7 separate regions of the Mus musculus genome follow, and all the other regions are linked to region 5. The links are chromatin contacts, called in public HiChIP or PLAC-seq and promoter capture Hi-C maps. All regions are on one chromosome and are shown on one strand. Each heading gives the region's core, a stretch centred on a gene start, on an enhancer-like site or on the middle of the called end of the contact. The rest is flanking DNA. Distances are from core to core; before and after follow the strand shown.

Evidence for each region. Promoter capture Hi-C pulls out the DNA fragments that hold promoters and counts their contacts. HiChIP or PLAC-seq counts read pairs in DNA pulled down with a chosen protein or histone mark.
Region 1: an H3K4me3 HiChIP or PLAC-seq map of embryonic forebrain shows a contact between it and region 5, with 4 times the contacts expected there. The contact joins the promoter of Pccb here to the promoter of Ephb1 in region 5. A contact is called at or near these places in 1 of 39 promoter capture datasets (embryonic stem cells) and 2 of 115 datasets of contacts at active chromatin or transcription factors (embryonic forebrain and embryonic stem cells).
Region 2: a promoter capture Hi-C map of hippocampal neurons shows a contact between it and region 5, with 35 times the contacts expected there. The contact joins the enhancer-like site here to the promoter of Ephb1 in region 5. A contact is called at or near these places in 16 of 39 promoter capture datasets (the 3T3-L1 cell line, 3T3-L1-derived adipocytes, the C10 cell line and 11 more), 3 of 15 datasets of contacts at CTCF or cohesin (embryonic stem cells, large pre-B cells and pro-B cells), 48 of 484 Hi-C or Micro-C datasets (B cells, the Ba/F3 cell line, CD4 T cells and 32 more) and 10 of 115 datasets of contacts at active chromatin or transcription factors (SST interneurons, astrocytes, embryonic forebrain and 6 more).
Region 3: a promoter capture Hi-C map of hippocampal neurons shows a contact between it and region 5, with 3 times the contacts expected there. The contact joins the enhancer-like site here to the promoter of Ephb1 in region 5. A contact is called at or near these places in 2 of 39 promoter capture datasets (hippocampal neurons and pre-B cells), 2 of 15 datasets of contacts at CTCF or cohesin (embryonic stem cells and large pre-B cells), 1 of 484 Hi-C or Micro-C datasets (B cells) and 3 of 115 datasets of contacts at active chromatin or transcription factors (embryonic forebrain, forebrain and stem cell-derived neural progenitor cells).
Region 4: a contact with region 5 is called in an H3K4me3 HiChIP or PLAC-seq map of forebrain, with 8 times the contacts expected there. The contact joins the enhancer-like site here to the promoter of Ephb1 in region 5. A contact is called at or near these places in 8 of 39 promoter capture datasets (the 3T3-L1 cell line, cranial neural crest, hippocampal neurons and 4 more) and 2 of 115 datasets of contacts at active chromatin or transcription factors (forebrain and neural tube).
Region 6: an H3K4me3 HiChIP or PLAC-seq map of embryonic forebrain shows a contact between it and region 5, with 11 times the contacts expected there. The contact joins the enhancer-like site here to the promoter of Ephb1 in region 5. A contact is called at or near these places in 1 of 39 promoter capture datasets (pre-B cells), 2 of 15 datasets of contacts at CTCF or cohesin (embryonic stem cells and large pre-B cells), 1 of 484 Hi-C or Micro-C datasets (B cells) and 3 of 115 datasets of contacts at active chromatin or transcription factors (embryonic forebrain, forebrain and stem cell-derived neural progenitor cells).
Region 7: an H3K4me3 HiChIP or PLAC-seq map of embryonic forebrain shows a contact between it and region 5, with 6 times the contacts expected there. The contact joins the promoter of Slc35g2 here to the promoter of Ephb1 in region 5. A contact is called at or near these places in 1 of 39 promoter capture datasets (hippocampal neurons) and 1 of 115 datasets of contacts at active chromatin or transcription factors (embryonic forebrain).

Annotation. Positions count from the first base shown.
Region 1 is chr9:101,033,611-101,036,992 of GRCm38.p6, forward strand. It overlaps Pccb (propionyl Coenzyme A carboxylase, beta polypeptide), which reads right to left and starts at 1,274. Exons shown (of 15, transcript NM_025835.3): 1 at 1,059-1,274. The coding sequence starts at 1,247.
Region 2 is chr9:101,178,583-101,181,866 of GRCm38.p6, forward strand. It overlaps Ppp2r3a (protein phosphatase 2, regulatory subunit B'', alpha), which reads right to left. Exons shown (of 14, transcript NM_001161362.3): 5 at 1,753-1,855. Among named protein-coding and RNA genes, the nearest start is that of Gm24338, 43 kb to the right of the region's middle. Within about 2 kb of position 1,854, at least 33 of the 459 cell types and tissues checked have an H3K27ac peak or open chromatin away from gene starts, as enhancers often do. A contact at or near this core is called in SST interneurons, cortical glia, cortical neurons and 10 more, where this site is marked.
Region 3 is chr9:100,464,963-100,468,491 of GRCm38.p6, forward strand. It overlaps Il20rb (interleukin 20 receptor beta), which reads right to left. Exons shown (of 7, transcript NM_001033543.3): 4 at 3,361-3,485; 5 at 1,251-1,401. Among named protein-coding and RNA genes, the nearest start is that of Gm28166, 17 kb to the left of the region's middle. Within about 2 kb of position 2,014, at least 45 of the 459 cell types and tissues checked have an H3K27ac peak or open chromatin away from gene starts, as enhancers often do. A contact at or near this core is called in hippocampal neurons, where this site is marked.
Region 4 is chr9:101,158,318-101,161,483 of GRCm38.p6, forward strand. All of the region lies in intron 6 of Ppp2r3a (protein phosphatase 2, regulatory subunit B'', alpha), which reads right to left. Among named protein-coding and RNA genes, the nearest start is that of Gm24338, 63 kb to the right of the region's middle. Within about 2 kb of position 1,589, at least 24 of the 459 cell types and tissues checked have an H3K27ac peak or open chromatin away from gene starts, as enhancers often do. A contact at or near this core is called in forebrain, where this site is marked.
Region 5 is chr9:102,353,309-102,356,485 of GRCm38.p6, forward strand. Ephb1 (Eph receptor B1) reads right to left here and starts at 1,385. Exons shown (of 16, transcript NM_173447.3): 1 at 974-1,385. The coding sequence starts at 1,031.
Region 6 is chr9:100,438,736-100,442,049 of GRCm38.p6, forward strand. No RefSeq gene overlaps it. Among named protein-coding and RNA genes, the nearest start is that of Gm28166, 9.6 kb to the right of the region's middle. Within about 2 kb of position 1,581, at least 110 of the 459 cell types and tissues checked have an H3K27ac peak or open chromatin away from gene starts, as enhancers often do. A contact at or near this core is called in embryonic forebrain and stem cell-derived neural progenitor cells, where this site is marked.
Region 7 is chr9:100,569,344-100,572,469 of GRCm38.p6, forward strand. It overlaps Slc35g2 (solute carrier family 35, member G2), which reads right to left and starts at 1,742. Exons shown (of 2, transcript NM_001101483.1): 1 at 1,605-1,742.

The DNA of each region.
Region 1 (3,382 bases), core at 24-2,523, 1.3 Mb before region 5:
CAGAGGGACCCCAAGGGAGAGAGGGCTTATGGCTCACCATAAACCTTACAACCACATTTACATCCCTAAGTGTCAAGAGGAATAAATAGTTTTCCTTGAGCATTTTTCTTTTTTCAAACCTAACTCAGGACATCTGAATCAACATTTGACCCAGATTTTCACACACTTGGGTAAGACTTGCATGCCCTTCACAGGAGCCCTTCCCTTAGGGAACCTTCATGTTAACTTATCCAGCTCTTCTGCCTGGACTCACTCAGTTGTCAAGGACACACTGGGCAAGTCTGGCTTCAAGTCTAGGGTCACCTCTTCCAGCTTCTGTTGTTTTTTGTTTTTCTGCTGCTAAATGACCTCCCCAGAAGAAGCTCAAATGTGATTCCCGCCTCAGCTGCTCTCAGCAGAGTAGCCTGAGAGTTTATAGAAAGTCCACCTGCTTCCTATGCAGCAGATCGATACATGAACCTCTCAAGAGGCCAACCAGACTTCCTCGGTCACAGGCGTCACAAATCCCCAGCACGCAGGGAGACAACACACCAGGTTAATGTGAACATAACCAAGTTTTTTCTAATACTTCGTGCCTGGGTTTTACTGCTTCCTTCCCCGAGAAGAGGGAAGGGAAAAAAAAAAAAAAAAAAAAAACTGTCATAAACACTTTCAGGCAGCGGGAGAACAATCCCGTCTTTTAAATTCAGAGCCTGTGGCCGATTAACGTGGCAATCTTATTCAAACAAGACCTGGAAGACATTATTCTGTTTACGGTGCTTTCTAAAGACCACCTTTCCCAAAAGTTCAAAGCTGCTAAGTGGAGCGCAGCTGGAGACCGGTCACATCCATCCATCCATCCGACGACCAATGCCCACCACCACCGCCTGGGGACCTCCCTAAGTGGTGCAGATGTCTACTGACACCCGAGGGGGCTCTAGGTTCTCCAGGTGGACGTTCTCGCCGCGCCCCTCCCAGGCGCAGCGCCTATTGGCTGGGAGGCTCGTGCGCCGCGAGCCCGGCGCGCTGTGATAGGGCGGGAGCGGAGGGGGCGGGACGCACTGGCGCCCGTGACTCACTCGCTTGTGCTGCGCGTCGATGCGGCGCTGGCCTCCTCCCAGCAACGCTGCATGGCGCTTGTTGTCGATGCGCTCTTTAACTGAAACCGGCTGGCTGCAAAGGCCGCGGGTCGTGATGCCGAGGCCGCAATTCAGAACGCTGAGCCTCGCTCCAGCCGCCACCGCCCGAATCCTAATCGCCGCCGCCATTTTTTTTTTTTTTTTTTTTTGACTGCCAGCGTGACACACACTGCACCTCAGGACGCATGCGCAGAGAGCGTAGACATTGCGAGTCTGCGCCTGCGCGTCGTCGCTGGCCCTAAAGCTGGTAGCAGTCACAGGCTTGCATTCAGGCTCAAGGCGGTCCTGTTCTAGGAAATACCTGCCTCTCAGCTCTGTGCCCGTGTAGCCACACAGAACAAGGACTTCATTCCTCGTTCTGCGTTAGCCATCTAAACTCCAGGCTTCGTCGACCCTCTTCCCCCCAAAAATGAATAGATAATGAGCTCTGACCAACTTTTACCAAATGCTGTGCCAGGTTTTGCTCTTAAAACTTAGCCTTGAAATAATTTATATCCAGATTTCAGAGATGGGATACACAGGAACAGAAGTAGGTTTGTATGGCGTCAAGACTGAAATGTTTTGTGAGCTACGTATTGAGCTCCAGAGAGGGTCTCTTAAAGGGGAGAGGAGCTGGGAAGCTACTTGGCTCAGTGCTAAGTTAAAGCCTTTGCCAGCCTGAGTATGAGGACCAAAATTGGGGTCCCCAAACTCAGTACTCAGCCAGAGTAATGAGTGTCTGTACAGAGAGGTTGCCTAGGTGAGATAGCTGACAGAAATAAAAGAATCCCAGGAAGCTCACGGAACAGCCACCCTAGCATGTACAGAAGCAAATGAGACCCAATTCTCACACAAATAAGGGGACCATTGACACCCCATGTTGTCCTGTGACTTCCACATGTGCACGCCCAAACTCTGATACACACAAATTATTTGATGTTTTTTAAGTTTGTGACGAGACACAGAATGGTGAAGTAAACTTTTAGAGACCATTGTGCTAGGTCTAGGCTCCATAGGGTTTTACAGTAGGGGAGAGAGGTTGGCCTCAACCCCGAATACACCAAAGACAAGATGTATCGGGGAGGGAGCTCAATGGATAGAAAATTAATAGGGAACACAGGGCAAGGAGCAATCTGACAAACAACGTTTGCTTGGTTGAAGGCAAGCCAGGGTGCTCAGACATCATTTGGGGGACAGTGGAAGAAGAACCTTATCAAATATGGAGGGCGATCCCTCATCAAGGGTGGAAGATTCTGGCATAACTGACTTAGCAGGATTCTTGGCAAAGCTACCCTCTAGAAGAGAGGACCTGGGAGCCAAGGTCAGTTCTATTCAAGAGATGCTCAGTAGAGCCTGACCGAAGTTTGGTCAAGAAGAGAATCTTGTCAACACAGCGGCTTTGGCATTAGCTGGGAGGAAATAGGAAAAGTAAACTAGGAGCAGACTGCTCGGGCTCAGACCTACTAATCAGAGGGGATGCAAGGCGGCGGCGGGGGCGGGGGGCGGGGGCGGGGGGGGGGGGGGGAGGCTGCTGACCTCTTAGCAAGGACCCTTTAGTCAGTTCAGATGCTAACATCTGAGAAGTGCTGCTCCAGTGCTTTCGAAAACTCTACTATGAATGCTTTCTCATCTGTTTACCCAGCGAAGTGGCAGGTCTTTAAGGCAAAGTACAAGGTGCATATTTCTCATTCTTAGCCAAAAAATAAAAAATAAAAAAATAAAAAAAGCCTGCCAGAGTTGATTATTAACCCTTCCTAAATCCACCTCACTCCACCTCTCTGCAGGACTCCCACAGAGTTCAAATTCTGGCCTGAGACTTTAACGTTAATGTCATTTTATTTATTTATTTCATTTACGTTTTGAGGCTCTCTCTCTCTTAAACTGGCCTGGAACTCATGATGTAGACAAGATTGGCCCGAAATTCAGAGATCCACCTGCCTCAGCCTTTCAAGTACTGGGATTAAACATGGCTGAATAATCATCTTTGAGCCACCTACTTGCCGCAAGTTGTGTTTCTTAGAACTGTTTCCCTCAACATAGACAGAAGCTGTCCAAGGTCTGAAGACTCCTGACTGGGCAAGGAACTCCTACATCTACGGGACACCAGATGAGAGAGCTCTTGGCCCTGCTTTTTTTTTTTTTTTAAGATTTATTTATTTATAGAGCCTTGGCACCCTTCATGATGGTGGGGAACTGGGGGTGGGGAAGCCTGAGAAACCCTTGAGTTCTTATGTCTCTCCCAGGACAAGAGCCCAGGCATCTGATGTTAGAACAGTCTGGATAAG
Region 2 (3,284 bases), core at 604-3,103, 1.2 Mb before region 5:
TTTTCTTCCAGACTGGCAAATAAGGGCTAATATAAAAAACTCAAGTAAGTGACAGAAAATAAAAACTTCTTTAAAAAAATTTGGATTTATTTTATGCATATAAGTGTTTTGCCTGCATGTTTATCTGTGCACCACATGCCTGGTGAACACAGAGGCCACAAGAGGATGGTAAAGCTGCCATGTGGATGTTGGTAATAGAATCTGAGTTCTCTGCAAGAGCAACTTTGCTTTTAACCATTGGGCCAATGCTCCATCTCAAAACACACAGTTCTGAGATTTATTCATAAAGATCTGAGACATATCTTTTCTACATGTAGAAAACATATTTGAAAACAACAGGTTTTAACATTGCTGAAGCAGAAAAGAAAAAATGAGAAGTGTCCTGTTGTTTTCATTTATTTGGTTCCATCAGTGCAAATTGTCCCAAACAATTGTGTTCCCTGGATGAGTAAATAGAGAGCTATGGAGATAGCATAAATCACTAATCTCCCTGAAATCCGGGGTAGTAATAAGGCCTACTGCCCTTAACTTAAATGATTCCTAGGCTGGAAAGCTCTGATACGCAGGCTTTGTGTCTTGTTTTTCTCGCCTACACATGCTTTCTTTTTACTGTGCTCCTGCCTACCTTTATGGGCTAGTGGCAACTGTCCTTGCAAACCTCAGTATAATTGATTCAAGTTTCCATTCTCTTATTTCATCATTCATCCACTGGTTTCTTGAGACAGCTCTTGGTATTTTAATAGTGTAGGTTATATCCTCTTGCTGTCTCCAGTGCTAGGATTACAGGCAGGCACGAGCAAGCACCATCATGCACAGCTCTTTTTCCTATTCTAATCTTCTGTTACAAATAGATCTTAGTGGGAAATCAGAGAGCCATTTAGATATGTGCGTAAACCAAAGAGTCAGGATTCACCGAACTCCCAGACTACAGAGTTCGTGACAGTTATTCTGATTATTTCATAGCCTTTTCTTGTTTCTGACCAGATTCTTTAAAGATTTCCATACAACATTATTTTGATTATATTCTTTCTCAACTTTGATCCTCAACTTTGTTTTTCTCATTCTTAGAAACAAACAACAAGAAAACATCCCGTCCTGGTCCCCCTACCCCCCTCGCAACCTAGTTCATTTTATGTTGGCCAACTCTTCCAAACTCTTCCAATGAGGTTTGCCCTGGAGAACTGTTGATACACCCAGGATCACTCCATTAAGAAAACTGATTTTATCTCTTCCAAATACTATCAGTTCCTGCTAGGTTCTTAACGATGGCTGATGTTAAATTCTACAGTTTCCTGAGATGCTCCATGCTTACCGCGACTGGCTAGGGAGGAGGCTGGATACAGTGGAAACAGCCCTGCTTTGTCCATTTTATACTGAGTTTTGTTTTAGATTCCATCTAACAAGATTTTTTTACTACTAAAACAATTTGAAAACCATTCTTAACAATCTGGCTTCTAGATGTATGTAGCTCAGTTGCATAGTTACACTTTAAAATGAAAAATTATAGTTATACTTTACAAGTATAGATATACTTTAAAATGAAAAAAAATCACCATAAGGTATATGGTGGTATATACCTTAATCCTAGCATTTGGGATTAAGAGTTTGATGTTAGCACTGGCTATACAGTAAGACGCCGTTATTAACAAACAAAAAATTTCAGAAACAACCAGCCAAAGAAACAAACAAAAAACCCCCTTTCATACTCCAAAAATAAATTCCATTTTTAAAAGGTACAAAAAAAAATATCACCTGAAGTAAAGGGATAAAATCCTCTTGTTCTAGATAGCTGCAGCTGGGCTTTGCCAGAAGCCAGATGAACTTGGCAGCATCGTCATGACGGTTACTTAGCAACCTACAAAAGAAACACTGGTTAGGAAGATCTGGTGCTCAGAACATACAATGACTACACACTTACAGGCTGGTAATTTTAGGCTGACTTGGGTGCTATTTAGATTAAGAATCAAATGTTCTTTGTCTTTTCATTTTCAGTGCTGGGAATTAAAGGGTAAGCTTTGTGCAAGTCCCCTACTACTGTTACCCCTGACCATGGCTTCCATGCTTCTGGTTTTTGTCAAAGGAGTGTCAATTACAGGATGGTGAACTTTTCTTCTGGGATGTTTTTGAGACCGAGACCATGGGGTGAAACTAACTGATAAAGGTAAATGTGTTATTAGGGAGAAGGCTCATTCAGTTAAGCCTCACGGGGCTTTAAACTCTGACTTTTAAAGAACAAGCTTCGGGACGAAGCCCTCTGTCACGTGTTCTGACTTTCTAGAATTCCTCACCTCCAACCATAGTTCCATAGACCCTGACAGAAAAGTCAAAGCACTGAAAAAGCAAAACAACTACTTTTTCCTGGACTTTGTTTTTTATGTTTGTTAGTTTTTGTAAAAATGGTGGTGCTAAGCCAGGCAGAGGTGGCACATGACTTTAATGCCAACACTTGGGAGGCAGAACTAGGGCAATCTTGGTGAGTTTGAGGCCAGCCTGGACTACAGAACTAGTTCCAGGACAGCTAGTTCCAGGACAGAAACCGTGTCTTGAAAACAAAACCCAGAACAATAACAATAGGGAAAAGGGTGCTACTCAGACTTTGTTTTCTGGGTTTGAAACTTTGGGGTCATTTAATTTTTTCTTATCATCTATATCTAATTATTAACTCCAGATTTTCTGATTTTCCTTCATTAATCAAATTGATTATTGAATGCAAACTGTATGTCAGGTATTTTATCTGGCCTTGAATGGGTTTGGATAAAAGAAAATGAGATAGTTTTATTCCCTATAAGGAATGTACAGTTCAGTGTTTGGTTTCCAACAGAATCATACGACTGTGGAACCACTGCGGTATTGAGTAATGAGTACAGCTGTCATGAAAGCACAGAGCAGGCCCGTGAGATTTCCAGCAGAGAAAAATAGGAAAGAAAGAAGTGTTGTGGTGAGGAGGGCCGCATGCACAGATGCCTGGTGAGAGAGTCATTACAGCGTCTGGGCAACACCCAGTGCAGAGCTCGTAAGAGGAGGGGAGAATTTAAGGTGCTTGTTCTAAATCCAGCCCAAAGGCACTCTGACAGCAGGGAAATGATTTCCTTATGCTTAGGACTTCACTATTCAACTTCAAATTCTATACAGCTCTCACTAACAGAGTAAGCCAGGATGCATGTGTCTATGTCAAAATATTGTAATTCTATATTATCACCTTCTAGTTATTCTTTGTGCTTGAATACTTTTTGGTCTTAAAATATGGTATCTTATATTGCAGCCCACACTATGCAGGAATTCAT
Region 3 (3,529 bases), core at 764-3,263, 1.9 Mb before region 5:
CAAATGGAATAGAATTTGGTAATGAAAAAGGATGATGGAATTTCCTTATTCACTCACAAACATCTACAAGATACATAAAAGCAAGATTCAGAACAGTACATATGCCATCAGTCGTGCTTAAAAGATTATATGTGTGTGTGTATGTATGTGTGCATATGTATAATATAATATATATGTACATACTTACATATACATGTCCCCATTTACATGTATATGGATTCAAATGTCTTCAGAAGACTACATAAGAAATTCATACTGAAGGGAAAGAATGCAGGAACTGTGTAAATGGAGAAGAGACATAGAAAAGGTAATTTACATGTATACTGTGTGCCATGGGCCATGTGAAGAGACTTATATATTCAAAACAATAATTTTTTAAAGCTTACAAGAAAAATGTAACTAGTGGTGTTTGCACGGTGGGCTCACGGAATGTAAGATTTTGTTTCTCTTCAAAGAGTTTTTAATTGCTGTAGGTTTTTTTAGATGGTGAGCGAGAGAGGTAGACAGAGGGTCTAGGGAGGTGCTCCAGTCAGTAAAGTGCCCGGCATGCCAGCATTAGGAGCCAGGGTTGGATCTATGACATCCATATAAAAGCCAGGAAAGGCTGTGTACATCTATAACATGGGTGCGGGGGAGTCACTGGAGCTTGTTGGCCAGACAGCATAGCCAGTCAGTTAGATCTGGGGTCAGTGAGAGAGGCTGCCTCATAAAATAGAAAAAGAGGAAGAGAACAGATGCCCAATACAGCCTCTGTCCTTCACACCCACATGTGCATGTGTGGACATACATACACATGCATATATATGTGCACACACGCATACCTACACACATGTATATACACAACACAAACACAATTTTTAAATTGTTTAAATTCAAGTGAAAAAAGTCAAAAAGAGGGCTCTATAGACTCTACGATCCCTTCTAGACAAAAGCGGCTGTAATTGTATTATACAGTGTGGTGTCTCCCCCTCCTTCCAAGACCTGGCAAGGTAGTCTTGTAACAATGTGCCCCACGAGGAGGTAACTTTGGGGGCAGTTCCAGTCAACTGCTCAAGAAATCCTATCCAGTCCCCATGGTGGGCTTCCACCCATGGGGGAGTCGGAGTTTACCTTAGAACCCACCAAGCCTGGAAGCAAGCCTGGAGGTAAAGCCAGGGAAAGACTCAGAACCAGGCACCCGACGGGCATCCAGGCATGCAGTGGTAAGGCTGCCAAGTGCAGGGACCCAGGGACAAGCAGGTTATCCTTACCTTGCATCTCCACACACGTAGGCTGGCTGAAGGCACTGTGCCTCCCGATGGCTTTCACCAGTGCCTGCGCCTTCACACAGTACATGGCCCCCGGTTCCATGGTTTCTAGGTGCACCGGAATGTCCCCACTCCTCACCATCTTAACATGTTCCTTTTAAAAAAAGATTAAGACGCAGTTAGTACCTAAAGGTAGCAGAGCTGAAGATGGTGGGGAGAGCTGGGCAGGAAAAAGTGCAGGTAGTCCTTTCCAGAACATTCCAGAACAGAGAACACATCTCACGCATTCATGAAGGCATTCATTTCTTCATCCACGCACTCATAGCTATTAGGCCTGTACTAATATACTGATATAAAAATGTAGTAATATAATTCGGGATGCAGCACCGAATGAAACACATAAGCCCCTGCTCTCAGAGACCTTGCATGCGGGAGAGAAATATTACATAAACACATTCCTGTCGTGATTAGAGTTACGAAGCCAAATTGGGGCAAGGCAAAGAGAGTGGCTAGGAGGCACAAGGGTTAAAGGGAGATAAGAAACAGCCTCTCCAACAGGACAAGGTTTGAGCAGAGTCCATCCACCTGTCTGCCCAACCCTCAACACCCACTCTAACCCCCAGGCCTGTAGAGGAGCCTGTAGAAGCTTGTGTGACCCAGCCCAGATGACTCAGGGCATACACTCTCTCAGCAATGAGCCTCCCAGTTACAAGGGAGGGGGAAAGGCTCCACCCCCAAAGACTATGAGGTTGATGCGTGCTCTCTCCTGCCAAGTAGCATTTCTCCCACTCGGTTCCATCTGCCTGGCTGGCAATGCAACGTGCTACTAGTGTGCCCTGACCCAGCAGGGTAAATATTGGCCAATAACTTGTCCCACCTGCCCACAGCTATCTTCCAAGATCACTGTCCCACTCCAATGAGGGTGCAGAGCCCCCAGATATTGCTATGTGACACTGAACAGCCCAGGCTGAGAAGGGGTCCCACGGAGCTCCACTGGCTGTCCAAACCCCACGCAGCTTAGACCGACCGGTAAGGCACAAGCAATGAGGTTCATCCCTGAAGGATTTGGTCTTGGGGAACCAAATACCTCAAGCTGGACAGGAGGACAAAGGGAGAGGAGTGGGTGAGGAGGGTCAGTCTGAGATGCTTTGAGGAGTCAGGGAGGCACAGTCACAGGCATGGATAGGACCTGGGAGTGAAGGGGAGAGGCCACAGTAAGACCTTCAAGAAGAAGAACCAAGGCTCCCACAGGCCAGAGTCCCTGTGTAGTGAAGACTGTACTTCTGCCTGGCCCTTTGCTGGTTCTGCTCACAGATTTGGTGAGACACCTCTGTTGCCCATGTTGATCCTTCTGAGAAAATTAGCTTTCCTTGTGCCCACTGAGGTGGGCCACCAGGCTCTGCCATTATATCCGCTTAAACAGGGTTCCATAGGGCATGGCGTCCCCTGGGTCTGCTAGAGGGTTTTATACCGTGTTGCCTCTGCTGTTTGTCTGACCACTCTTCCATGAGGGCTGGCCTCCCACTCACCTCAGACTACAGCGGCCTTCCCATGGGGAAGGGCAGCTCCCTTCCAAGCTTTCTGCACGGCCCATTGTATCATAATTAGATAGTCTTATTCATAAGCTAGCTCCTGGCTCCGTGCCCCACTTCCACACTCTGCCAAGACACACACCCTCGAGAGGTTCATGCCCACCTTCTGCTTTTGAAATCATCCGGAACACCCTGGGCTGGAACATCCTGCCCTGTTGGCCCTATATGTCTGAGACTAGGTGGTGAGGAAGAAAAGAAAACCCAAATGCATCAAAAAAGCACTAGGGGTTCGGGGGGGGGGGGCATTAAAGCAAGGGAATCAGTCTCCCAAACTTCAATAGACCTGGCCTGAAAAGGGCCCAGATACCCTGGCCGAGGCCTAGGATGAACAAAGGTTCCTTTGAGGAAGGAGTGTAGGGATGGATGGTTGGTTCTCTCATCTCTCCTTTCTTAAACTTCACCCTGGTCAAGCCACTTATGCCATGAGCACTGCAAAGCTAGACACACTCCCTCTCCCCCCAGAAAGCTGTGCGCCTTCTCTAAGGCGTGACTCAAAGGCCAGGGTCTGCGGGAAGCCTCACCGCGGCGCCAGGCTCCCTCCTCCAGTAGACCACAAGGAACTCAAACTGGGGCCCCAGGTCTTCCAGCTCAATAACCAGATGCAGCCCATGTTCAGTGACCTCCATCCTGGGTGGGGTGAGGACAGCTGTTGGCAAGAGAAAGAAAGAATCAAAGTCAGCTCCAGGGAGA
Region 4 (3,166 bases), core at 339-2,838, 1.2 Mb before region 5:
ACATTTTGTTGAGTCTTTGGCCCCGTGGAAATCCCCAAATATCCCAGGATATTGTCAAGGTTATTCTGCACAGCCTAATAGCCCGATTGCTGATGGCAATACTTACATATGCTATCAAGCACAGAAAAGTAAAGCTGGTGTTAACTAGAAGCTTCACTCCTGCTGACTAAAATTCATGGTATTGGGATGTAATCTGCAAGCTACCAGAGAAGGGTAATCATCAGTATTTTCTAGCTACAAATCCTGGTCACCTGTAACAGTAGCTTGCTTGCAAGATATACTGTACAATAATGGCACAAATGGTATAGGGGCAACCAAGTACTTTTTAAAAAAAGATTGGTCAAAAGGCTTACTCCATGGGATGAAACTCCTACTTGACTGCACACACATGCCCTGCACAAGTGTGGAGGTCAGAGGATAACTTTTGGTATTTGGCCATCTCCACCTAGTTAGTCCAGAAGTTGAACTAAGGTTATCAGGCTTAGTGGTAGGTACCTTTAATGGCTGAACCATCTTGCTGGCCTGGCCCTCAAAGTCAGTATCAATATACACATACAATTTTTATTGTTCACTATCACTAGAGTTTTGTATAAATTTATTTCTTGATTTAGACTATAAGCTTAATTTAAAGTAAGTTAAAGTATGTATATTATTTATGGAAGCAAATATTATAAAACCTTGATCTGCATTACTTTTCTCTCCTTTCTACTTTTTAAAAAATTATGTTTATGTGTAGATGTGAATATATGCACCTACATACAAGTGGGTGCCCATGGAATTCAGAAGAGGGCAGTGGATCCCCCTGGAGCTGGAGTCACAGGTAGTTGTGAGATGCCCACACGGGTCCTGGGACCAAACTCTGGTCCTTAGGAAGAGCAGTACATGCTCTCAACTATGGAGATATTTTTCTATCAGTCTTTCTACCTTTTGGCAGAATTTTAAATTTTTAGGAATTTAAAAGTTTTATGTGATAGAGAGATGACTTGGTGTAAGAACACTTGCAGAGGACCTAAGTTTGGTTCCCAGCACCCACAAGATGGCTCACAACCATCTGATCCTGGGAATCTGATATCCTCTTCTGATCTCTGTGACACTAGGCATACATGTGGTACATATACATACATGTAGGCAAAGCAGTCACGTATCTAAAATTAAAAAAGAAACACATAAGTGTGTTAGGTGTGTTCTGTTGTGAGTCTTTGCTAAGCTGCTTTGTTTGCAGTGTAAAATAACACACTTGTGTCTTCCATCTCCCCAGTTGCCACATTCTGAGGCTCAACTTGATAGCAGATGTATTGTTTCTTCATTACTGAAGTTGGGCTACCATCTAGTGGTGAAAGCATGTAGCAGCTGGCTCTCCATTTTGCTTGCTGTTTTAACAACTTTGTCACAATTTTGAAATATAAAAAATAGCAAGAATCATTCTTTACTACTAGTGAGAAAAATAAAACTGACAGTCTTTCACCAAGACCTCTAGTCAGATTGACAGACAAGTTGAATCATGTGTCAGTCCCCTTCTTTGTATATATGAAGATGGAAACTAATTCATGACACAGGCTGCCAGGATAGAAAATGCTTGGCTCTAGTACATGCTATTTTTGAAAGTAGATGAAATAAAGAGAGGAATTAACAAAGAATTCTAACTATAGGCGATGAGTTCAGATAAACATAGTCAAGCAATGGAGACCTGGCTCTTCTACCTGGAAAGTCATACTGAGTGGACCACCAATTCATTCTTTGACTGTCAGAGCTCTGAAGTTTCTTCTCAGTCTTTCTAAATAATTTGGACAACTACACAATGTTTCTAAAAATTGATTTCTTTCTATGCCGAGAGAAAAGGGGAACAAGTTTAAAGCTCTCTCTATGGTGAGAAGCAGCTACTGCACAGCTTAGTAATTTTAGCTTAAAGTGATAGATTCAGGCCAAGTGAGAACCGAGTAAACCACTGAGACACCATCTGTGTGAGCCCCAGAATAGCTTCCCTGCCAGTGCCAGGGCCACGGAGAACTCTTCGAAGGCCCATTGCTCACTGTAAAAACGTAAATGGGCCACCTCCCTTTTCAAGGCTGGCATATGTTGGCATACTTAAGCAGAGCATTTAGTCACTAACAATCTCTTGGCCCAACATGTAAAGCTGTAAGTCAAAGGCTATAGTTTGTTGGTATTCATATTTTTATTTTCATTCACTGCCAAAATAACTTGTCTTTTCAGTTGGTAACCTTTTTAGGAAATAAGGAATGTGGGCTGACTTTTGGAGTACTTTCTTACCTAGCTGATGTTCTTTCTAGTCTTAAAAACACTGACAAAATTGTTACCAAAACAGAATGTATATTCTTTTATCACAGAGCTTTATGATTTATTAATTATGATCTTCACTGTTTTGCTATGAGTAAGATCTTTCTTTAGTTTGGTCACTTTCATGCCCAAGTATACGATTAGTCAATTTCATACTAGAGAGTATGTTGCAATTATTCTAGAAGAACCTCACTTGTGCAAACTTAACACTAAAGTTTCAGCAACTTCATGCTATTATTTGGCTAGATTTCCTAATAGAAAGGGCTTTGGAAAGAACAGGCAACCAATACAAAGTTCTGTTTTCAGATACTCATTGTTAGACTTTTGCTTTGACTTGTTTTGTGGCTCTAGGACACTTCATGCCAGACAAGTGCTCACCACTGAGCCACACACATCTCCAGCCCTTTATTGTTATACTGATGGTCTAAAATTTCCACAGTACAGTTATTTTGATATCTCAGTATGTACAGATTCATATCATGTACTTCCAAGTAAGTCTTGATACTCTTTATGATGCTATTTTACTGTTACAAATATTTTCCAGTTTAGTGCTTACTTCTGAGTAATAGAATCATTTTTCTACATTGAAGACAAAGTATAATACTAACATAAAAGTATGCATTTCATACCTATAAGCAATAATATGCAAATACCATGAAAATGACGACAGCAGAGATAGTTAATTATATTCTCTTAGTGACTAGTATAGTTCTTAACTTTTCTTTTTTCTTTTTTTCTTTGTATAGTTTTTTCTTTGTCCAACAATTATTAAGCTAGTGGAATTTCCTAAAAAGTGGGAGAAAAATCATAAACTTTGTAGACACTAGTTGCTGGAAGACGATAGACTGCTATAGGCTCAGCCATGTCAAAA
Region 5 (3,177 bases), core at 135-2,634:
TGCGTCCCTGGAGGTGGCGGCCGCCGCGGCTCCGCAGGGAAGGTTGGGGGCGGGGAAGGGGGCGGGAGGCGGGGAGGCGAGCAGGGATTTCCCACGGGATTCGCGGGAGCCCTGAGCGCCGGGGCTCCTGGGTGCGCCGGGTAAGGGGTCCGCTGAGCGGGTTTGGCTGGCCACCAGCGGGAGGCACAACCACGCTGAGCCAGCAGGGATGGTGTCTTGGCTCGTGGGCTCGCAGCCACGCAGTCTCTTCTAACTGCCGGATGAGTTTAAGCACCGCCAGCACTCACCCAAGCCCACCCCTGCTCCAAAGCTCAGAAGGCGAGAAAGGCGTCCGCCTCGCACTTGCTGTCCCTGGAAGATTGCAACCCGGCAGCTTCTAGGGCTGATTTCCCCCCCAGGGTGCGGTCAATGGATTTGGCCCCTCTCGTTTGGCAGTCACTTGCTGGGGTACTAGTAGGACCTTCTGTGATCCCCCAAGCAGCCTGCCTGCGGAGCCCAGAGTCCGGAAACCTCAGACTGCGAAAGGGAGACAGCAAGCTACCGCTCGCCAGCCAGCGCATCCAGGCCCGGGATAGAAAGAGCCGAAGGTGCCGACTCTAGGAGCCCAGTGGCCCGAGGTATCGCTTCCCAGACCAGCTTCGCCCAGAGCTAAGGAGCTTGCACCGCAATGCAGCGGGATCCAGGCTCTCTAAGCCGGAGATGTCCGGTGATCGTGCTGTCTGGGAGCACCAGAGCGCAGGAGCCGAAAGACTCTGCGTGCGAACGAACCTGCTGTGGGCGCCCAGGGTCGGCGCAGGGCATGCCTGTGGGTACCGCCCCATCCCGGTGCCCCATCTCTACCCAGGATCGGTGACATTCTCTCTCTCCAGCACCAGGATGCCCGGCCGAGCAGCCAAAGGAGCCCTGCAAAGCGCGCGGCACCCATGAACTGGCAGCCGGCAGCCACCAAGTTGCTCCGCGAAGGGTACGTTACCTTCCATCGCGGCCACTGCAGATGCCAGGAGGAAGAGCAGCAAGCAATCCAGGGCCATCGCCGGCCAGCGGCCCCCAGGCCGAGCCCCAGCGGAGACGCGCCGCGTCCCAGGGCGCCGCTGCGCTCCCGGCGGGTGGCTTCTCCGTGTCCTTTCGCGCTCTGGCCGGGACCGGACTCCCCGGAGCGCGGCGTGGGCGTGGGCGGGAGTGTGCGCGCGTGGGGCGGTGCGGGCGCGCGTGGATGTGGGTGTGCATGTGTGTGTGTGTGTTTATGGGAGAGGTGGGTGTGTGCGTGCGTGTGTGAGAGAGGGTGAGGGAGAGCGAGCCTGGGAGAGCGCGCGAGAGCGTGTGCGTCCTGGTGTCACATTGCGAGCTACAGCGGAGCCTACGGGAGGACAGAGCGGGCCAGACTGACGGGGGAGGGAGCGGGATCCCCCACCATCAGCTCTCTCTCCACCCCTAACACCTCCTGTCCAATCAAGGAATCAAACCTGCAAAATTCCCTCATCCAATCAGGCGCGAGCACCTCCTTACACTGGCATTGTTAGTTTAAGAAAAACTTTTGCTTGCAAGGCTGTGTGGGAGGGTTAGGAAGGCGCTAGGAGGTGATCGCGCTCCCTCTTGTGGTGATTTAGGAGAACTGCAGCCTCGCACGCTCGCTTTCCCCAAGCTGAAAAGGAGGGGCTCAGCCAAGAAGTCAACTGAGGTCCCTTATGCTTACAGACACCCCACAGCTACTCCTGACTATTCCTATGCAGAATGCCGCCACCCTATATCATTTTACTAATCAATTTTGTTTATTTTTGAGTCTTGTCTGATCTCGTTCACTCAGAATTCCTGGAACCTTAACAGTGTCTTATTCTTGGCATGCATCTGTGGAGTGAGTGAATATGGTTTCAAGACTTTATGGCCGGCTGCTCGGGGGTAGTTAGAACACCCTGTGGGCTTCCTATCATATCCTCAGCTGTATATCTCCAAAAGTCTCTTCCCAGGTGGATCTCTGAGCATCCACTGTAGGGCCTGCTGTCAGAAGACAGTCATAATGGGAAGACATGAAGAAACAGCCGAAAGTCTGACAACTTGTTGGGGTATGGGGAAGGGAGACATTGCTTTGAACCAGGCCTGGAGGTAGGTGGGAAGGACTGAGTTCTGCAACCACAGGAAAACCAGGCTCCAGAATAGAAGTGGTTTCCCACCATCAGCTCTGATGATAATGCCCCATTTTGCTGTCTGTTGATCAGGTCAGGCTGTTTCAGATCCGGCCCTGGCCTTGATGCTTGTCAGAAGCTGTGTGGCAGAAGGTCCTCACCTCCTCCCGCAAGGTTAGGGATGCTCCTGGAAGACTCATGTGGGAGGGGCTTCAGCCCCCTCCCCAAACCTTTTAAAGACATTAACATCTGGCAACTCTCCTTTGGGAATTTAGTTACATTGATTCCCCACCCTGGGTACTTACTCTGTCTTTCACAGACACTGCCTCCCTCTTCACCACCCCAGCCACACTCAGACCCCTGATTCTGACAGGTCTTTGTTTCCCAGACTTTGACACAGGCTGTTTGTGTCTTCCCCTACCATCCACCCATCCGGCCTCAGAACCTGAAAGGATGACGTCAGTGACCGCTGCTTAATCTTCCCTAATACTACCTCAGCTGCTCTTTGTCCCTCCACAGCACTGTGTCTTGAAGTCCCTTAAGTGAGGGATGCCCCTCTCTGACATGGGTGAGTACTGGGTCTTTTGCAGCTTTGGCAACACTCTCCACAGTCCAATTTCACTGCCTACCTGTCTTACTACTTCTTGCCCTTCCTCCTTCATCCCTCCAGCCTCTAAGAGAGGAATCCCCAAAGCTCTTACCTTGAAACCCCTCCCCCTCCCTGCACTGGTGACCAACTGCATCCATCCCTGTGGATGGATTATAGATAGATGATGGATGGAAAACAGACTGATGGATGGATGGATGGATGGATGGATGGATGGACAGACAAATGGATGGGTGGATGGACAGACAGATAGGTGAATGGACAGATGAATGGATGGATAAATGGGTGGATGGATGGATGGATGGATGGATGGATGGATGGATGGATGAATGATGACAAGCAGATGAATGGATGGGTGGGGTGGGTAGATGATCTCAGATGGATGTTGGGTGCATGCATGAGTGGTTTGTGGGCTCTTTCCTTCCCTCCACCCCACCAAGCACACCCAGC
Region 6 (3,314 bases), core at 331-2,830, 1.9 Mb before region 5:
AAGAGGCAGAAGCAGGTAGGTCTCTGAGTTTGAGGCTAGTCTGCTTAATACAGAGAGTTTTAGGACACCCAGAGCTACACGGAGAAAATAAGTAAGTAAGTAAGTAAGTAAGTAAGTAAGTAAATAAATAAATAAATAAATAAATAAGGTAATTCTTGGACATTTAGCCCAGACACAGTAGTCTGTTCAAAACACAGATATTGTATCAACCACAGTTGATCTTGTGGTTTTGATTTTCAGAGCTGTGAAAAAAGAAAGCTAGCTTCTCTTTTAGCTTCTATTCCCCTGGAAGTCTAGCTAATTACTCCTGTGGCCCACAGCATCCCGGAACATCCTCCTTCCCGGAACATCCTCCTTAGAAGGAGCCCCAGCACCAGTTAGTTCACCTAAACAGAAACAGCCAACAGCACGTGCCTACATCATGAAGGGAACAACCGACTGACCAGTGCACTGACTTAGACAAAGCCAAGAGGACTCCGACGTCCACGCACGTTTTCCTGTTGGTATCCCACAGCTGCCGGATTAAGAGTGATGGACAGGAGAACTATCTCTTACCAATTAATTCCAGAGTATAATTTGTAGCCTGGGCCCATCCTTGGATGATCCTGAGCTGTTAACAAACCATGACACCGCTTTAATTTCTCCTTTGCCCCCATACTTTATTAAAAAACCTAGAGTAGGTTCTATCAAATATCCCTTCAAGGAAAAACAGAGAGAGGGGAAGAAATGGAGTGACATTTGTCTCAGTGCAATATGAAAGATTAGAGTTGGCTGGATAAAGAGGGGGAGGAGGGGCATGGGTTCTTGTGAAACACACGCACGCACAGGGACACACACACACAATTTCTCTTTCGCAATGACCTCCTTATGCCCCATCCATCAGCCTGGGGTTGGCTTATTCTAACTAGCAGATTCCTTTATTCTGTATAACAGGCCCATCAGACACAATCTGCATGCCAATTACTGGCACAGACCCCTTGATACCAAAAAATGGAAATTAGCTGTCAAGAAAAGCCTTCAGCTGGCCAGGCCTCTTCTGGCTCTCTATTTCCGGCTCATACACCCCGTCATTCTGCCCAGCGCCCTGCTCTCGCCAGGGAGTCCCCGGTGGAAAAAGTCATCTAAAAATACAAACATATTTTATTATTATTAGTATTAGTTGCTGACTTTCTCAGTACAATGTGAAATTCACCAGTGGGCAAAAGCTGCTTAGGGCGGAAATGGGTGAGAGAGGTTGATTTCTGATAATTGCATTTCTGTGGGAGCAGATCAAGTCGTCCCATGAAAGGACATTCAAAGAAACTGAGGGTGAAGGCAGAGGAGAACAGACAAAGAATGGGATTCTGTAACGGAGATAACAATCAGAACTTTCACACTCAAGAATGGGCCCAGGCAGGGTCGAAGGGACAGAGGTGAGCAGAGCTCTGTGCACGAACAAGCTTGCAACCAGGCTTCGCATCCTAATTGCCTCTTGAAAAGCCAGGCTGTGGCCAGCTGGAGAGCCTCCAGCACACAGGGAACACAGAGAGTGTGTTGCCGGCAAGATCCCTCCCCTGCTACTTGCAGGGACTCTGAAACTCAGTTCCTCTTCTCTTTTTGCCAACATGAGTCACAGGCAGAGGCAGTCTGTTTTCCACCATCCAAGATGTAAGCCTCTGTGTTGAATCTCTTTATAGGACAAAGGAGTCTCTGATGGTCACCTGGAAGATTCCGGGTGGGGCCTTCATTCAGGGAGGGACATATCACCCCGATAGTATAGTTCTCATTCTTTAAAAACATTTTTAGTAAGAGGACTGATGACATAACTCAGTGGTGACTCATTGGCCCCGCATGTGTGAGGCCCTAAGTTCAACTCCGGATTGAAAGAAAGAAAAAAATGAGTAAGGAACAATTATCTAATCGTCTACTATTGTATGTTTTCATTATGACATAATTCAAGACTTGCTCAAGATCTGTCTCCCTTCATTAGTAAGTAGCAAGTAGCCATCTTTAAAACAAACAAACAAAAACCTCTTCTTTCCCTGTATTCTGAGAGCTAAAAATTGTCAGACAGAAATCTGGACAACTTTAGATCCCCTTGTCCAGAACGTGGTGTGTGAACAGCTTCATTCACCCAGCATCTACAGTGAGCAGCTGCAAGGTCGGCACGGCAAGCCAGACACACTAATGAATGAGGTGAGCAGACACCGACCGCCATTATGAGTGGTTCGTGAACAAGTCCCATGACTCTGCCTTGAGGAACATGTGGGGACCAAATCCAGCTGACATTCCTCATTAGCATTCATTTTCTTTTCTTTCTTTAAGATTAGGTCTCACTCTGCAGCCCTGGCCAGCCTCACACTTACTCCCCAGGCTGGCTTGGAACTCAAAGAGATCTGCCAGCCTCTGCCTCCTGAGTGCTGAGATTAAAGGTGTGTGCTATCAGACCCAGCCTTATCATCATTTCTTGTCACTCTTATTTTGAAGAAGGTATTGTTACAGGTCTCCTCACCCTCCACTTGCTTTATTGGCTGTTTTTTGTTGTTGCTTGTGTGGTTAGTCTGTTTGACAGGGCCACTGAGATGGCTCACCGGGTAAAGGTGCCTGTCACCAAACCTGACGGACTGAGTTTCATCCCTAGAACCCACAAATTGGAGGGAGAGAGCCAATCCCCATAAGCTGTTCTCTGAGTTCCATGCATGTTCTGTAACATGCATACCCTCATGCTTGTACACACACACATGTAAGCATACAAATAAATAAATGGTATACATTGCATACACTAGCAAGATTTTGCTGAAAGGACCCAGATATAGCTGTCTCTTGTGAGACTATGCCGGGGCCTAGCAAACACAGAAGTGGATGATCACAGTCAGCTATTGGATGGATCACACGGCCCCCAATGGAGGAGCTAGAGAAATTACCCAAGGAGCTAAAGGGAACTGCAACCTTATAGGTGGAACAACATTATGAACTAACCAATACCCCGGAGCTCTTGACTCTAGCTGCATATGTATCAAAAGATGGCCTAGTCGACCATCACTGCAAAGAGAGGCCCATTGGACTTGCAAACTGTATATGCCCCAGTACAGGGGAACCCCAGGGCCAAAAAGGGGGAGTGGGTGGGTAGGGGATTGGGGGGTGGGTATAGCGGACTTTTGGGACAGCATTGAAAATGTAAACGAGGAAAATACCTAATAAAAAAAATAAAATAAAATAAAAAATGTTTAAAAAAAATAAATAAATGGTATAATACTGCATGGATACATGCATTGCAAGCTGAGACACACGCTTAGGGTTAGCTATTCAAAATATCCTTAAAGGTAGAGATGATG
Region 7 (3,126 bases), core at 492-2,991, 1.8 Mb before region 5:
AATTTCTTTAAATAAGCATGCTTTCTTTTGTCTTTCAGTCGATTGATTGTTTGATTGATTGATTGATTGATTGATTGTGTCAGTGAGAAGCCCACATAAGGTCTCTTGAACGCTGAGTGGATGCTCTACCACAGAGCTACACTCCCAGTCCCTCTAATACAGCATTCTCTGGAACGTTGGAACAGATGATTATGAAAATTAATTGTGCTGTAGAGTCCAGAAACTCAAGAGGAGTCAAAAAATAAATAAAAAAAGATAAGTCACAAAAGGTTCTGGGAAATGTGTGGCTTGTGGTACATGATAGCTTTGAAAAGAGATGAGCATTATGTTTGTAGGTATATACTCATACATATATCCTTCACATGCATGCACATACATTAGGGCCGGTGTGCTTGCTCACAGTGTGTACTTTTAGGAAATCAAGCAAGCTGGGTTTTATCTCTTCTTCCAAGTTGAACCACATTTCCCTGCAGTGTTTCCCTCAGGAGACCACGCTCAACCCATCTGTGAAGAGTTTCAGTGTCTAGCCGGCTCCGGCCTGGCCGCTTGCTTTGGCCATGAGTTATTTTTTGGCAAAGGTGCAAAATAGGAAAATATGGCTGGCATAGGCCCAGGAAGTCGTAGACCTGGGCACGAGGAGCTTCAGCACCACGGACACAGTCAACTCTGCTCAAAGCCATTTCCCGAAAAGAGCCCGCAGACTTGGCCCACTCCGCGCCTGCCCCCTCACCCTCCCGGCCTGGTGTGAGACTGTCTAGGAGCTCCTCAATCCTCGGGACGGGAAGTTGCTCCTGCTCCTACCAGAGCCTGGTGACAGCCTGGGTAGTGACGTGGATCTGCGCAGCGCCCCCAGCTGCCCCAGGAAGAGTGAGTGTTCTTCCTGCCAGTTCCCGCGACCCGTCTTCCCCCATGAGCTAAACGGTCACACACTGCGTAAAATTCTAAACCTAGAACCAATTCCGTCAAGAAAATCCGCATTTTGTTCTACGTGGATAGATGAGATGAAACTGACTTGCCAGAGCCTCCACCTCCACACTCTGGTCCTTCCTCCCTATCGAGTCAAGAAACAGGAAAATCTCAACCCATCTAATCTGGAGTTCAAGACTCAAAAGACACAAGACAGGAAAGTGATGGCAAATCCAAAATCTTTGTCAGACTCCTAAAACCACCCAGTAATTTTTCGAAAGTTGCATTCGCAATCACTCCTATGACGCCACAAGCACTCGCCGAGCTTGTGTGGGCTCCGGGGCCAAAGAAGGGACAAGCCCTGACCTTCATCATGCGACTGGGGTTGGGCCCACACAAGCAACTGTGTCAGGCCCGAGGATGGTGCTGACTATCACCCCGCTGTTCCTGTTCTCCAGGACAGCAACGGGGAGAAGTGGGCACTGGATGGCTTTTCTGGCGTCCTGCAGAGACGCGCGCTCCACCGAGGTCTATCAAGTAGGCGGGGCGCTTGACGGGAGCCTACCTTACCCCAAACGAGGCGCCCTACGGGTCACTTGCCACCGACGTGGGGCTCGGTGCGCTCCCTCTTCCCGACGGGGCCAGACGGCTGAGTCCCGCACCGCCCGCTGCTGCCCACCCGCCACCGGCTCAGTTACCTGGAAGTCGCGGCTAGGCCGGTGCGCCGGGGGCACTAGCGGACTCCCGCGCTCCTGGTCTGGCCTCCCTAGCCAGCTGAGGCCGCCGCGCGCTCGGCGGGGACCACTGCAGCCTGGACTGCCAGGGGCGGCCAGCAAGGAGAGGGGCGCCAGACGCGGGCACTGCGCCTGCGCTCTCCGCTGCCCCAACCCCCCACCGCAGGCGCTGCGGGAGTGGAAGACGGCAGGAGACCACCAGGATGTTTGCTTAGACCTGGGGACTGGCCCTCCCCGAGAGGCGTGAGCGTCCCAGGCAATGGAAGCTGCCAACGCCCTGGGGCGGAGAGTGGGGGCAGGCGGGGTTGGGGGGGGTGGGGGGGGCTCTTAGAAGCAATCGACTGCCAGCCAGGGTGACTAGGTCCTCTGGGAAGAGATGAGGAAGCATTCTCCATTCATTTCTATCTGGTTGTAAGAACTAAAAATTATTTCTTGATATTTGAAGTGGTGACAGTATCGATAAACCTTGGGACAGAATAATCTTGGGATATCCCTGAGTCCTGACCGTTTTACCCAGGTTTTGCAAGATGGGAGAAGTCTTGACAATGCAAATGTTTGTATACCCCAATCCCCAAAGCTAAATGAACACACTCTTAAAAACAAACCAAGTCACCAAGGCAATGAGAGTCCAGGAGACAGGCTGGAAGACCATGACTGTAGATTAGGTAAGAAACAATCAGGCCTGAATTATGGTGCTAACTATGGAAAGACAAGTGTCTTCTGCCAGATTTTTCATAGTCTGTTTAGATCCCTTTCTGTCCTGCTCTGACTCAGGACTCACCTTGATGGATGAAGCCAAGTGTCTTCTAGCTTTTGGATAGTGTGGGCAAGTGAGAGACACATGGGAAACAGAGTTACTGTTATCCACGTCTTCATCTCAAAGTCAGAACCCAAATCCTCTGGTAGAGTTTTGTGTTTGCACACCTGACCACTAGCTGTCCTCCTCCTTCAATCCTGGATGGCTCCCAGAGGGTTCTTTTACATATCACATACATATACAAACACAAACATACACACACATATACACATACTCACACGCACACACACAAACACACATATACACACATACTCACAAGCACATACACAAACACACACCTTAATGGATGAAGTCAACTGTCTTCTAGCTTATGGATGGTGTGAGTATATGAGACACACGGGAAACACATACACACATATGTACACATATACACACATATGCATACAAATACAAACACACACATACACACATTTACATACAAATACACACACATACATACATACATATGCACACACATACCATACCAGCTTTTGTTGTGCAAACCTTGTTCCTTAATTTGAAACTATTGGTTGAATAAAGATGCCTATAGCCTGTAGCTGGGCAGAAGAGAGGTTGGCAGGGCTTCGGTTCCCTGGCTTGGGGTCTGAGGCAAAGACCAAAAGGAGAGAGGAGGAAGCCCCCATGGGGTAGGTGGATTGAGAGGACCAGCCCAGTTGGAGTAGGAACAGT